2 separate regions of the Podarcis muralis genome follow, and region 2 is linked to region 1. Evidence: chromatin contacts called from public Hi-C data. All regions are on one chromosome and are shown on one strand. The core of a region is the stretch at or near the end of the contact, and the rest is flanking DNA. Distances in the headings are between cores, read along the strand shown.

Region 1 (6,536 bases), core at 2,771-5,270:
ATCCCTGCAAAGGAAGAAGTTTGGCTAAAGCGTAGCATAAGCGTTTCCTCATGAGCAGTATCCCTTGAAAGCCCCCAGTGGGAAAAGATTCTACAACAAAACCTCAGAACTCCTCTCCTGCCTCCCTGCAGCAGTATGATGGTTATACGTATTGGAAACTGCAGCATTGTTGTCAAAGTTTGGTATATGGCAAGCAAGTAATATTGAACCACAGAGAGAACTTGACCTTCAAACAGAGATGGCCTGGATTTACCAGAAATGCCTTGCCAGATGGTACTGTTACAAAAATGGCAACAGCAGAGCTTTTCATCGCCACAAACACTGTCAGGTTCTTTGAACAGAACCCCTGCTGCTCAGTTGTTCAGCATCAGTGCCAGTTGAATATCTACCCTTGAACTTCACCAACCACCTGCCTAATGTAAACCAGACTCGACAACAAGGTGGAGGTGATCGCCAAAGAGAAACCACTCCAATAGGTTGCAGCAGTTGTCAAGCAGGGCCAATCCATCAGCATTCTACTGAAAGGTCAGTTCTGTCAGGCTCCTCAATCCTGGAACTGTTTTCATTCCAGCTGGTCACTATAAAAACTGCTATTTAACTTTGGTGTCTGAGTTTGCTTTACCCACCTCTTTCCTCCCCATCCTTTTTTCATTTTGTGTCATGTATTTTAGATTACAAAACTTATTTTTTATTGATAATATGTAAGCTACTCTGGAAGCCTTTTTGGCTGAACAGCAGAGTAAAAATGCACTAAATAAGCCATGCTAGTGACAAAAGGTCAACCTGCTTTTTCACCAGTCCAGTCAGGTCACTGAAAGAGCAGCCTGCATGGTCAATGAGAGTGGGAATCAGATATCCTTTAAGAGATTTCTACAGTTAGTTCCACCAATGTCACCACAGGGAAAGCCTCATTTACCAGACCATTGCTTTGGCAGTGATATCACAAAAAGAGGGAGCTGTGGCTTCAGAAGATAATGATCCAACTATGCCAGTGTTATTTAACACACCTGCAGTGCTGGAGCTAGAGGATATGCCCCAGGTGGCAGCAAATATCATTCTGCCCTGAGTCATGTCTACTCAGAAGCAAGCATTCAATGGGGCTTACTTCCAGGTAAATAAGGGTTAGTAAGAGAACTGCAATTTTAATCATGGCAGTTCATAAGTCAGCCCTACTGAATTCAACTGAGGCAGCAGCAGTGCAGTCTTTTGCCCTCTGCAGCAAAATTTATAAAGCCTGCACTGCACACTCAACAAGTGGCCCACCTGTTTCTAGACTGGTGCTGAATATATTGGAAATGCATTCCCAACCTCAACTTTTACTTGGTAAAAACCTCTATTTGTTACTAAGGCCAAGAAGCCACCTTTCACAGCTATTTATTGCAGCCCATAACAATGAACCGAGATTGCCTCAAAACCACTCCTTGAAGAAATCTATATGCAATAGTCTGACTAACAGATTCACTAGCAAACCAGTTTGTAAATGAAACAGACTTCTATTCACTAAATGGTGGAAATGATCACTGGCCTTCAGATATATTATTTGTTGGCTTTAATGCTTTCGAAACGTTTCACACTACCACTAGCCATTCCTTAATACTAAAGTTACAATCCCTTGTACACTTATTAGTAAGTACCACTGCACTCGGCCGCATTTGCTTCTGAGTAAACATACTTACAATCACATTGTATGTATTTTGGGAGGTATTCATAAAGCTAGACGCTTATGACAAAACTGTCTTGACCGTCCATAAGAAGAGTCCCTTGAACAGATGCTGTTCATTCATGGGCTGGTAACTTTACATATTTTCGTCTTTGAAGCCCTTCTTCACATCCATGCGAAATGGTTAAGGCGCCACAGATACCCGAGAGCAGAAACCTTCCCTATCTCCAGGCATCAACAAAGGGAGTCACAGAATAGGGGAGGTTGAGGAAAGAAAGGGTGGGCTCGGAAGAGAAGAGCAACTGTTGCTTCCGCGCCTGCCCAGGGCGTCGGTCTCTTTAAGAAGCTATACGGCGTTGTTAGGCAACCAGATTACAACAAAAACCGGGGCCTCTCCGCACTCCTGGACCCGCGCAGTCTGCGCTCCTCTACAGAAAGGCACAACTCCCAGTCCGAGGAATAAGACTTCAAGGTGCAACATTCCCCCCCACCCAAAAAAAAGAGGATTTTGCGCGCACAAAAACTCCCCCCTACCCGAGCGAAGCCCCTCGAGGAGAGCCCCAAACTCCCCCCCAAACTCTTAAAGGATGCATGCGGGGACTTCCCTCAGCACCCCGCGCGCGCCAAGACGCCCCTTCCTCACCCTCGTCTACTTAGGGCGAATATTCCACCCCCGGGGAAGTGGGATGCGCTCTTCTTTGCGCGCACTTCCCAACCCTCTCCAGAGAGCGACCCAAGTTACCGGACGGGTGCGCGCCTCTCTCTCTCGTCCGAGGTCTTTGGAGCTGCAGCCGCTCGGAACCCGCCCGAAACGCACCTCTCTCTCCGGAGAGGCCCAGCCGCCGGCGGGTTGTCAAACAGCTGCTACGGCAGCGCCTCCCGTCGCCTCGCCTCGCCGCTCCGCCGAAGTCGCTCCAGCCCTCCGCCTTCTCGGGGAGGAGCCAGCCTAACGGCCGGAGAGGGGACGGGGCTGCCGCGCACGAACAGCTCCCTCTGGTGCTTGTCGCCAAGTGGAAACCCGGCCTAAAACCTGTAGCTGAGTAGAACAGCGCCTTAAGGGGGTTTTGTCTCCTGGAAAGGAAAGGTGCTAAGTGCTACTCCTTTAGCACTCCTTTAAAGTGCCTCCTTTAAATCCTTTTAACATCAGGTGTTTTGAGAGTTGCGCGTGGTTGCACAGCAGCGAAGGGCAGGCGCTCTGTGCATGCTCGGAGAAACATGCTTTTTTTTTTTTTTTTTTGCTATCACTTCGTCGCGGGGCGAGTGCAAACGGCACAATCAAAGGCTAGCTAGGCAATGTTGTTGGAAACGGAGGTGTTTGTATTCCGCACCCTGGAATATAGGCGTGATGTTCTTTCACTTTCTTGAATGGCCAGATCTCTCCTCAATATAGAGATAGATAAGAACACACTCTCTCTGCACTTGACTATATTAGGGGAAAATCTAGAAGCTCTGTTTCTAAGCAAATAAGAGTTAAAGAACACGCCCCTATGCCCTATATTATTCCCTCAGAGAATTCTGGGCACTGTAGTTTGTTAAGGGTTGCTGGGAATTGTAAGCGAGGGATAAATGTACAGTACTTAAAAAAAGGTACGTATAGTGCGTGCACAGTCTTAAAAGTATGGTGTGTACACAGAGTCAAGAACAACACGGTGATGCAGAATATGAGGAGTGCCTCAACAGATGAAAATGCATTGATTATGGTGGAGCAGAGAAGGGGATTGTTTACAAATATTATTCCGGCTTCCTTCGATGCGTTCTTATATGTTCTTTCAAAACAAAGCTCAATAGAATAGATTAACAGGGAACGTTTCATAGAATAGAATTTTAAGAGTTGAAAGGGATCTCGGGTGTCACGTAGTGCTCAACGCAGAACCCACAATGCAGGAGGGGACTCCTGCTCCCCTGACAGGTGGCAGCCCAGCCTCTGGTTTTAAATTTCAGAGGTGAAAGCTATAAGCGGGAAGGCATACCCCATAATGCGCCATTGGGATGTCATGTTTTTTAGATACCAGAAACTCACTTTAAAATGTGGAGTAGTTTGCCCTCACAAATAAAAGGCGGGCTTTGCGATGGCAGGGAAGACGTGGATATAATTTTTTCTTTCCTGGAATTCAGACGTGGGGTGGGAATAATTATTTCGGGGCAGAGCGGGTTAATGACTGACTCGCAGGAGGGCTCGTGCCACGACGCCTCTCCTCGATGGGCAACCCCGTCCCTGCGAAAAGACTGGGATGGCCGTTCTCCGCGCGGGAGGCTAATTCCACCGTTTCTCGCTAGGGGGCGGGCGAGCCAGCTCGAGGCGTCGCGGAGCGGGCGGAACCATTCGCGGGGGACTCTCTATCCCCGCCCAGCCCGCTTGCCCAGCGCCTACACCCACTTCCGCCGCGCTTGCTTCGCTCTGTTGCGGCAAGCAGGCCGGGAGGCTCGACTGCCCGGAGGGTCTATCATCGGCTAGCAGGGCCCGGCTCGGCTCGGCCTGAGGAACCCGGTGAGATGGCAGCGGCCGGCCCTTCCGGGAGCGGGATGGCCCAGAAGACGTGGGAGATGGCCAACAACATGCAGGAGGCGCAGAGCATCGATGAGATCTATAAGTACGACCGCAAGCAGCAGCAGGAGATCCTGGCGGCGAAGCCGTGGACCAAGGAGTAAGTGAGCGGGTGGGCAAAGCGGGGGAGGATCAAAGGACTCGGCCCGGACCCCGGTGCTGTTTGGTCCCGGGAGAGGAAGGGCGAGGGGCTGTGATGATGCACCTGCCCTAGATATTACCTCTCATGTAGGACTTGACAAGAAGAGGTAGAGGTGAGTAAGAGGAAAGATCAAAATGCAAAACTCTGGACAGGTGCAGGTAAGAAAGATTGCCTCTTGGAGGTCTTAAGAGAAGAAAAAGTAACAAGTCTTGACAGTCGTTTGTAAAGATGGGGTGAACGAGGGAAGGCGGGGAGTCAAAGTTAAATCCAAGGAAAGTAGAAATGATGGGTGAATGCCCCATATCAACACACAGACACGCCATGACTCCTTCATTTTGACACTGAGTGAAGGCAAGGCGGGGGGGGGGGGTTATGAAATGGAAAAACAAGCAGCCTCCCAAGAACAAATGTTACTAGCAAATGAAACGTCTTAAAATGTTGTATGCTGAGAAGTCAAAGGCCTCTTCTGGGAGAAAATAAGTAACCCACACACTTCTGGAACTCCCCCTTCTCACAATTTTCTAGCTATTCCCAAATGTGTGAGGGGTCAGTCATTCTGTCTTAATTGAAGCAGGATTATGTACCTGGGTTTCTCACATCCACACAATTTACTGCTGTACAACATAGGTTGCTTGTTACATTAAGAGAGAAACATTTTGTTCTTTTGAAATCTGGATCTATTTTATTAGTTTGAAATATTTATTTGCCACCCTATAACCATGTTCTCTGGGTGCCATACAACAAATATAAAGGCGATTAAAATATGCATAATAAATCTATAAAATATATATCATTAAAAATCCATAGCTCTAGTGATAATGTTTTTTTGTAGCAGGAACAGATTTAAAGGCCTGGAACAATGAAAAGATTTTACTGAAATGACATCAGATTAGGCATGTGGTGAGCCTCTTTGGAGAGAGCATTTTATAGCCAGGCTACCATAAATGAAAACACCTTTTTGTCAGTAGCTACCATATGCACCTCCTGAAGAAGGACCGTAGAAGATCTTATGGTTTAAGTAGGTGCATATGGGTATGTACTATACTGTTGAGTATATCTGTAACCTCTGTGTTTAGCTATTGCAATTCTCCAGCTTCACCTGGTATGCCATCTATTCCTGACCACTATAGTCCTTGTATTGATAATCCCAAGACTGGATTACTGCAATGTGCTCTGTGTAGGGCTGGCCTTGGGCCTGGTACTGAAACTCCAGCTAGTGCAGTGTTGCAGCTAGACTGCTGAGGAAGGCAAATGGCCAACAGAATTTGACACCTCTGCTAAAATATTTGGCTGCCCACATGCCGCCAAGCCAGGTTCAAATTTCTTGTACAGTATTGAGGCCTTACATCACTCTGATAAGTACTCTTAGTTGTCCTCTTTGTTACAGATGCCCAACTTAATTCAGCTAGAAGTATTTAGTGTCCCTGGTCCCATGCGAAGATTCAGCAGGCATTCTCACTGCTAACTTTCAGATGTCTCAAATATGTTTTTATTAAGATAGTGCTTTACATTCAGTGATTTAAATTTTCCAAAGGTGGGCCAGTCATTTTTGTGATTATTTTGTATTTTTTATGGTGGCATTGTTTTTATTGCCTCTGCATACTGCTGTACACCACCTTGGTATTTCATATCTGGTTGATTTAAAAAATATTTTTTATAAACAAAATCTTGTCCCGTATCATTTTATTGATTCTGAGTTTCAGGGTGAGCTCTCTTGCCTTAAATCATCTATTGTACTTTGTGTTTCTTCTTTTCCTTTTCTGTCATAATAGATATTGTGCTAAGCTCTTTTGTTTTTCCATTGCAGTCACCACTATTTCAAGTACTGCAAGATCTCTGCTCTGGCCCTCCTGAAGATGGTCATGCATGCTAGGTCAGGAGGCAATTTGGAAGTGATGGGCTTAATGCTTGGAAAAGTGGATGGCGAAACTATGATTATCATGGACAGCTTTGCTTTACCAGTCGAAGGCACTGAAACACGAGTTAACGCTCAGGCTGCTGCATATGAATATATGGCTGCGTATATAGAAAATGCAAAGCAGGTAAAAAGGGAAGACTGATTTCCTTTTAGCAAATTAGCATTGTGTTAAAACTGTTTATAATCACATCTGGGATTGGAGACACCTCAGTTTGTAATTTATGAACAACATGTGTTGCCCTTAACCCCAATATGCTGTCACTTACACCAC
Region 2 (6,536 bases), core at 1,046-3,545, 480 kb after region 1:
GCCAATCATCGTTTGCCGTTGCGGGAGGTGAGGCTTCAGCTCCCGCCTTATCCGGGTCACAAGACGTTAGTCTACCATCGAGACGGAAAAGAAGACGGGTGACTTGGTTTACGGACACGCTGGGAAATTCTTGCTCTTCGCGTGAACAGTACTGAAGGATCGCGCGAGAGCGCCATCTGCCGATGCGGAGCGCTCGGTACAACAGCCAATGATTACTTAGCAGAGCGTAGTAAAGCTGTACAACTGTTGTTTCTTTTCTCGTCCGGACTAGGTCCCTGTCCGCTACGACGGTAGCATTTCGCAACTCGCTTTTATCGGTACTGTCGTTATCAAAAGGGCTGCAATATGCAAATTAAAAATTATTTGAGGACTGCAGTAGCCCTGTGCAATAATATGGCTTGATACGCTGTCAAGCGTTTGTTTTAAATACGTAGTTGTTTAGATTTTATATTATATATTTGTATTGCATTTTATGCCTTGTAAGCTGCCTTGTGAGCAGCCTAAACATGCCTAAGTCTAAGGTATAAGACAGCTTCCTAAGTTCCTACTACTGTACTTTGATGAGGCTTACTCCCAAGTATGTTTAGGCTTGGGTTCTTATCCTATACCAGGGGTGGCCAACTCCCAAAAGACTGCACTCTACTTACAGAGTTAAAGCTTAGATCGTAGAATTGTTGAGTTGGAAGAGAGCCAGAGGATCATCTAGTGTCTAACCCACTGCAATGCAGGAATATGCAGCTGTCCCATATGGGGATCAAACCTGCAACCTTGGCATTATCAGCACCATGATGTAACCAACTGAGCTATTCAGGTATCTACCTCCTTTTTAAAATGTATTTTATTACTATTATTTGTATTTTTAAAGATTGCAGTGTGTTTGCAGTAAGCAATAACTTTGCAATACAGTACAGTAACGAAAATTCCCAACTAAAAACTTTACAGTAAACTGAAAACAACGTATGGCTGTGTTGTCATTATACTTCCTATTTCAATACATCAAGAAAAAGCCCATTTCTCAATAAATTTATGGGGAGTTAAATACCACTGATAAAACGTCTTATAAGTACGGAAATTGATAAAATGCATGTTGATACAGAAGAATGCATCCTAGTCAAGACACCGCATAGTCTTCCTTTGATGTGGTCCAACTTTAGATGGAGTCCAACAGGGTGGCAACAGCTTTGCCACAACGCCCCCTGGTCCTGACTGATTTGTTAAAGTCTTATGGCAAAAAAACTCAAGACTTAGGAAGTCTGCCTGATTTCTATCAGTTAAGATAGCTGATAGAATGGAATGCTGTTTATGTTGTCAGTTTGAAAATAAGGAAGATGGAAAGCAGGGGAAGAGAGGGAATTGACTTGCTCTCCCCGGAATAATTTAAGGGGTGTTTCAAGACAATACCATTTTTCTTTCCCACTCTCCAGAACTGGATACCTCCCCTCTTATTTCATATAGGGACCCACGTTAGGAGCTAGGAGCCCTCTATTGCTATATGTACTGTATAGTACAGCAGGGGGAAACTTCAGAGCCTTCTCCTCCCACCCCTCAATTCTTCCTGCTCTAACCTAAGAACACTCCTGTGGAGCAGATCCCATTTGTAATTGTTTATCTATTGAAGTTTTACCCTGCCGTTACTCCAGGGAGCTAAGGGTAGCGAACAGGGTCACCCCACGCTCCATTTTTTAATGTATATTTTTGGTTTTTACGAGTGGAAAAAAAGGTTTTATTCATAAAGTACTCCAAAATTCGTTTATTTTTCAGACTCACGGCATGCTGGTGAAAGAGGAAATTAAGGCTGCTATCCAAGCCCCACATGCCCAGGAGTAAGCCCCATTCAATTCAATACGACTTACTCCTGAGTAGAACTGGCTAATAAGGCTGCCTGCATTCCCAAACTAGAGATGAAGAGCCATTCAACGCAGCGGGGCTTACTTCAGAATATACATACACGGGACTGCGCTGCAACACTTCCTTTTCAACCTGCGGTAGCAAACCCCCGTGGAAACACCCACAAATAAATCCCGCTGAACAGGAGCGGGACTCGCTTCCCATAAGCGCTCACACAATCGCCCTGTTTATCCTTTTCGCCTACAACTCCGCTCGCGCCATACTCTCGCGTGACAGCGAAAGCTCACGGCGCCGAGAATGGTCTCCCTGGGACTTGTAGTTTCTTAGGTCCACCTTAAAAAAAAAAAAAAGCCTCACCGGCTCCAACCCACAATGCCGCGGAAGTCCAGCCAGCCGCATTTCACCAATTAGAGACGCGCGTAACAAGGCGAGCCGCGACTGGCCAGGAGGTGCTTTCGGCTGCAGCCAATGGGGTCCCCCGGATCGCCGAGGTGCCGGAGACCTGTGAGCGCCCGCCTGGCTGGGTGAATGTTGTCTCCGGGGGTAGAAGGTTCCAATCCTGCTGACCTCTGGCCGGGCGCCCCGGGGTGCAAAGCGCCTTCTCCCCGCCCGGCCTCCTTTCGCACGAGGGCGGCCTCCGCGGCAGCAGATACGTGACCTGGACCGTTCCTTCTTCTGGCGGGGCGGGAGCAAGAAAGCGCCTCCCCTTTCGCATCCTATGAAAGTGAGGGCGGGGAATGGGGGACCTTCGGAGTGGGGAGTCGGTGGGGAGGAGGCGGCTGGTGAGGGTTAAGGGCTGTTGGGCCCCTGAAGGCAGGGAAAGCCAGACCAAGGAGAGTGACCCCGGGCAGGGTAACATAGAGTCCCCTGACCTCTTCCCACCCCAACCACAAGCTCTTATTTTAAATCACCAAAACATCAGGGATTTCTAATGGCTGCCTTTCTCTCACAGGATCAGCTTATGTATGTTTACTCTGAATTAAGCCCAATTTCGTTTAGTGGGGCTTTGTCCCTGCTAGCCTAAAGTGTGGTACTGTGTGGAGACTCAGATAGAAATTCCATTGGGTTCCATGGGCAGCCCTCCCAGGTAACGGGATATGACTGCAGCAGAAGCTGATTTCAGTTATCTGGCCCTAGGGAATGGGGAGGAGGTTTAAGCGCTGGCGCGTAAGGTAGCAATCCCTTGTGTACTGAACTTCTGATATTTTTGCGATACAAACCAGTACGTGAAATAGTACAAATGACCAACATAGCACCTTGGATGTCCACATCTGGGAATAAGTTCCATCGCAGTGAGCTAGATTTACTTTTGGTTAACTATTTGGTTAACGGTTGTTTCATTTTAGAAAAGGCTTGCTGAAGCATCTAAGACTTGGTGTTTGAATATAGCCACAGTGCTATATGGTGAGTTGCTTTTGTTTTTCAAAAGAGAAACAAAAGTGATTTCTTTGGGTCTTGATTTTTTTTTATCAGACTGTGCATATGCTTGCAAGAAAGTCCTATTGAAACAAGTAGGACTTCTAAGAAGGCATGCATACACCTGGCAGAGTTTGAGTATGAACTTGTGCATGCTTACCAGGGAGCAAGCCCTACTGGCAGAGTGGGATTTATGAATAAACATGCATATAGGATTGTGCTGTGCACTGAAATAAGTAAAAAACAACAACAGTGAAATAGATTAGGCATATTTGTTTTATTTAATCACATATAATTCTTAATATGAGCATGTTGTCAGTCTCTGGCTCAGGTTGTGGTCAGAAGCTGTATAAAGTTTCTTTGGTGATATTTGTGTAATTCTGAATCAGTAAATAGCACAAATATTTGTCTGGCCCTAAGGACCATCAATTTCAGTAAAAGCCACATACAGTATTTAGGGTTGATCCTAAGCACAGCTTTTGAAGTTAGCTTCATGGAAACAAATACCCTGATTTCCAGACCAGTTTAATTTCTCAATAGTTTATTCATGGTGGAGTTAGCTCATATTTTTAGCTCAGTGGTTTTCAAATTCCACCTTCAATGAGCCCTTTCTGCATTGCTTTGTCTGCTGCAGATCTTGAGGGTGTCAACACTCAAGAACTTTGTGCATTCAGAATATTCTGGACCATGTTTACCAAGGTGAACAGACATTTCATAGAGAACACCGGCCATATTGGTCCTCATTGTTGCTGCATGTGAGCTGTGAGTGCACCCTGGATTATACTCAACAATGTCTTCATACTATGCAGGGAGAAATAGGCAAGCTGTCTGTCTAGGAAGCTTGGGTTGTTGTCAACATTAGCCATACTTAGAGTAGACTCATTCAAATAATTGGATATCATTAACAAGTCTGTTTCAGTGGGTTTACTCTGAGTATGACTTGGTTGGATTCAATCCCTTGACTGTCATCATGGCTCTTTCAATTGATGAACCTATGATAAGCATATGAGGATTCTCAGGAGCAAAGTTTGAAAATTGCTATTATAATAATCTAGTTATTGAATTTAGGTTTCGGCAGTGCTTTGTGTTTTGTCTTGCCAGGGGTGGTGGCATGCAGCAGTTGAGAAGGTTAACTTTCCACTACTCATGCCATGCTTCCTTTATTCAGATGATAATTCCAATGCACAATTTTGGAAATTAGATCCTTATGGAGATTGTATACCTTCATATTCCATCCAGCATTGCAACTGATAAATACATAAGCTGCGTGAAGCTCTTTGGGCACTGGTCAAGACCTGAACAACCACATGCCTTCATTTGCTTACCCAAGAGAATTCTGTTCTGTTTACTGTATAATAGTCCCTTTAGGCACTTTTGAAAGCTGTATATGAAATGTTATGTTCACAATGCATGGAAGCCCTTGTTATATCTAAAATAGCATTTTGGATTCTGACTGAAGCCTTCACAATATTAAAAACTTGGGGACAATTCTCACTATGTTTTTGTGCTTTGTGTGTAAGTGAAGGTGAAATGCAAATGCTTTAGTGATTATTTCACCCACCTATCCCATTTACTTGCTTTTGGGGTAAAGCTGGGAGTCCTTGCATAGTGGGATGGGCCAAAGGGTTGAGCTTTGTCAAGCTTTACATATCTTTATATGTACAAGATGGTGATAACTGTGGATTAGGAATAATTCTTGCCCAGCAATAATTATTCTATTACTGAGTGAATGGCTAACTTCTGATGTTGATAGCTGAAATAGTGATAAGATGCGCTATGTATTAGATTCTTTGACTTGCTGTCTGATTTTGGTGGAAGGAAATGGGAACTTTGAGTGCATTGAAATTTAAAACAATACATACTGTGTCTTAGGTTTGCTTTTTTGTTGAATTTTGAATAGTGATCTGAGCAGCATGTGCTGACTAGTGTCTACATGTAGTCTTCTAAAGACTCCTAAAGAATTACTTAAGGAAATATAATTTGAACCACACCAAGCTAATGACAGTGGCCATTAACTCCACAATATTTCTAATAACATTTCTTTTCCAGCAGAATTTTATGTATGACAAGCAAAAATGAACAGCAGCATGAGCGAAGAGCCTGATGCGTTATCTGTAGTTAATCAGCTGAGGGACCTTGCAGCTGATCCCCTAAACAGAAGAGCAATTGTCCAGGATCAGGGATGTCTACCAGGCCTTATTTTATTTTTGGATCATCCCAATCCCCCAGTTGTCCATTCAGCCCTACTGGTAAGTATCATCTGTTTCCTAATTGTGCAACTTTTTTCCTATGCATTCTATAGCATGACTATGTGATTGGCACTCTAAATTTCAGGATTTAATATTAAATAATCACTCACTGGCTTTTGCAAGCATATTTTATATCAGTGTGTTTCCATAAAATATCTTAAAACAAAACATCTTAGAAAATTTTACTGAAGAAGAAAAGATGTATTGTAATAGCACAGATTCTTAGCCAGAGAGGATCACCTAAACGTGACAATCTCAGATGCAGAAAACTGAAATGCAGTTTATGCTGTTGTCACTCTGGTACATTCTGAGAAACTATGGAATTGAAGTGGAAGATTTCTTTAAAAAGAAAGAAATTTATTGATGCAAGTTTGAATGATACCAAAGTTTAGCAATGTATATCAAATATGAGAGTTCTGGAGCAGTGTTAATTCTGTTTGATGCCAGGTCCTGCCCCCACCCCAAGGTAAAAGTAGTCATAGTTCTCATCTTCCCACTCTCCAAATCAGAATCCAGTCCTACTGAATTAAATGGGCCTTACTCCCAGGTAAATGTATAAAGTGTAAGTTGGCAGTCTAAATTAATAATGAAACTTAACAGAAATACTATTCAGCAGGTATTAGGGCAGTGGACATGCTGTATCAGAGCTGTTAGGAACTAAGCAAACATTAACGTTGGCACAAGACCAATTACTCAACACAATGACAACTGGTTCAAGGTCCTTTTGTTTCTGAATGTCACTTAATCGTGACACATGCAGTCTTAGAGCTCAGAGAAAATATGATGCTAAGTAGAACAATGAAAAACCCAAATTGTTTGTATGATAACAATTTACCTCCCAAAAGCAAACACCCATATACATACAACATCTGTCAACTAAACTTAACCTTCTCCAACTGAACAAGCTGACAGGCTTGCTCTTAAAAGTCTATTCATCTTAAAGATTCAGTCTCAGCATGGGATGTATGTGGAAAAAGAGTTGCAGAATAGGAGAGATGAGGAGGCATGGAAATGGAAGCGATG

Evidence for each region. Hi-C and Micro-C count contacts between places; a contact is called where the count stands out from the background.
Region 2: a contact with region 1 is called in a Hi-C map of blood, with 6 times the contacts expected there. The contact joins the promoter of ARMC1 here to the promoter of COPS5 in region 1. A contact is called at or near these places in 2 of 3 Hi-C or Micro-C datasets (blood and tail).

Annotation. Positions count from the first base shown.
Region 1 is chr8:34,382,628-34,389,163 of rPodMur119.hap1.1, forward strand. It overlaps COPS5 (COP9 signalosome subunit 5), which reads left to right and starts at 4,021. Exons shown (of 8, transcript XM_028736797.2): 1 at 4,021-4,305; 2 at 6,155-6,389. The coding sequence starts at 4,154. The region is part of intron 1 of CSPP1 (centrosome and spindle pole associated protein 1); the gene reads right to left.
Region 2 is chr8:34,865,871-34,872,406 of rPodMur119.hap1.1, forward strand. It overlaps ARMC1 (armadillo repeat containing 1), which reads left to right and starts at 2,296. Exons shown (of 7, transcript XM_028736838.2): 1 at 2,296-2,572; 2 at 5,317-5,513. The coding sequence starts at 5,340. MTFR1 (mitochondrial fission regulator 1) reads right to left here and starts at 52. Exons shown (of 8, transcript XM_028736836.2): 1 at 1-52.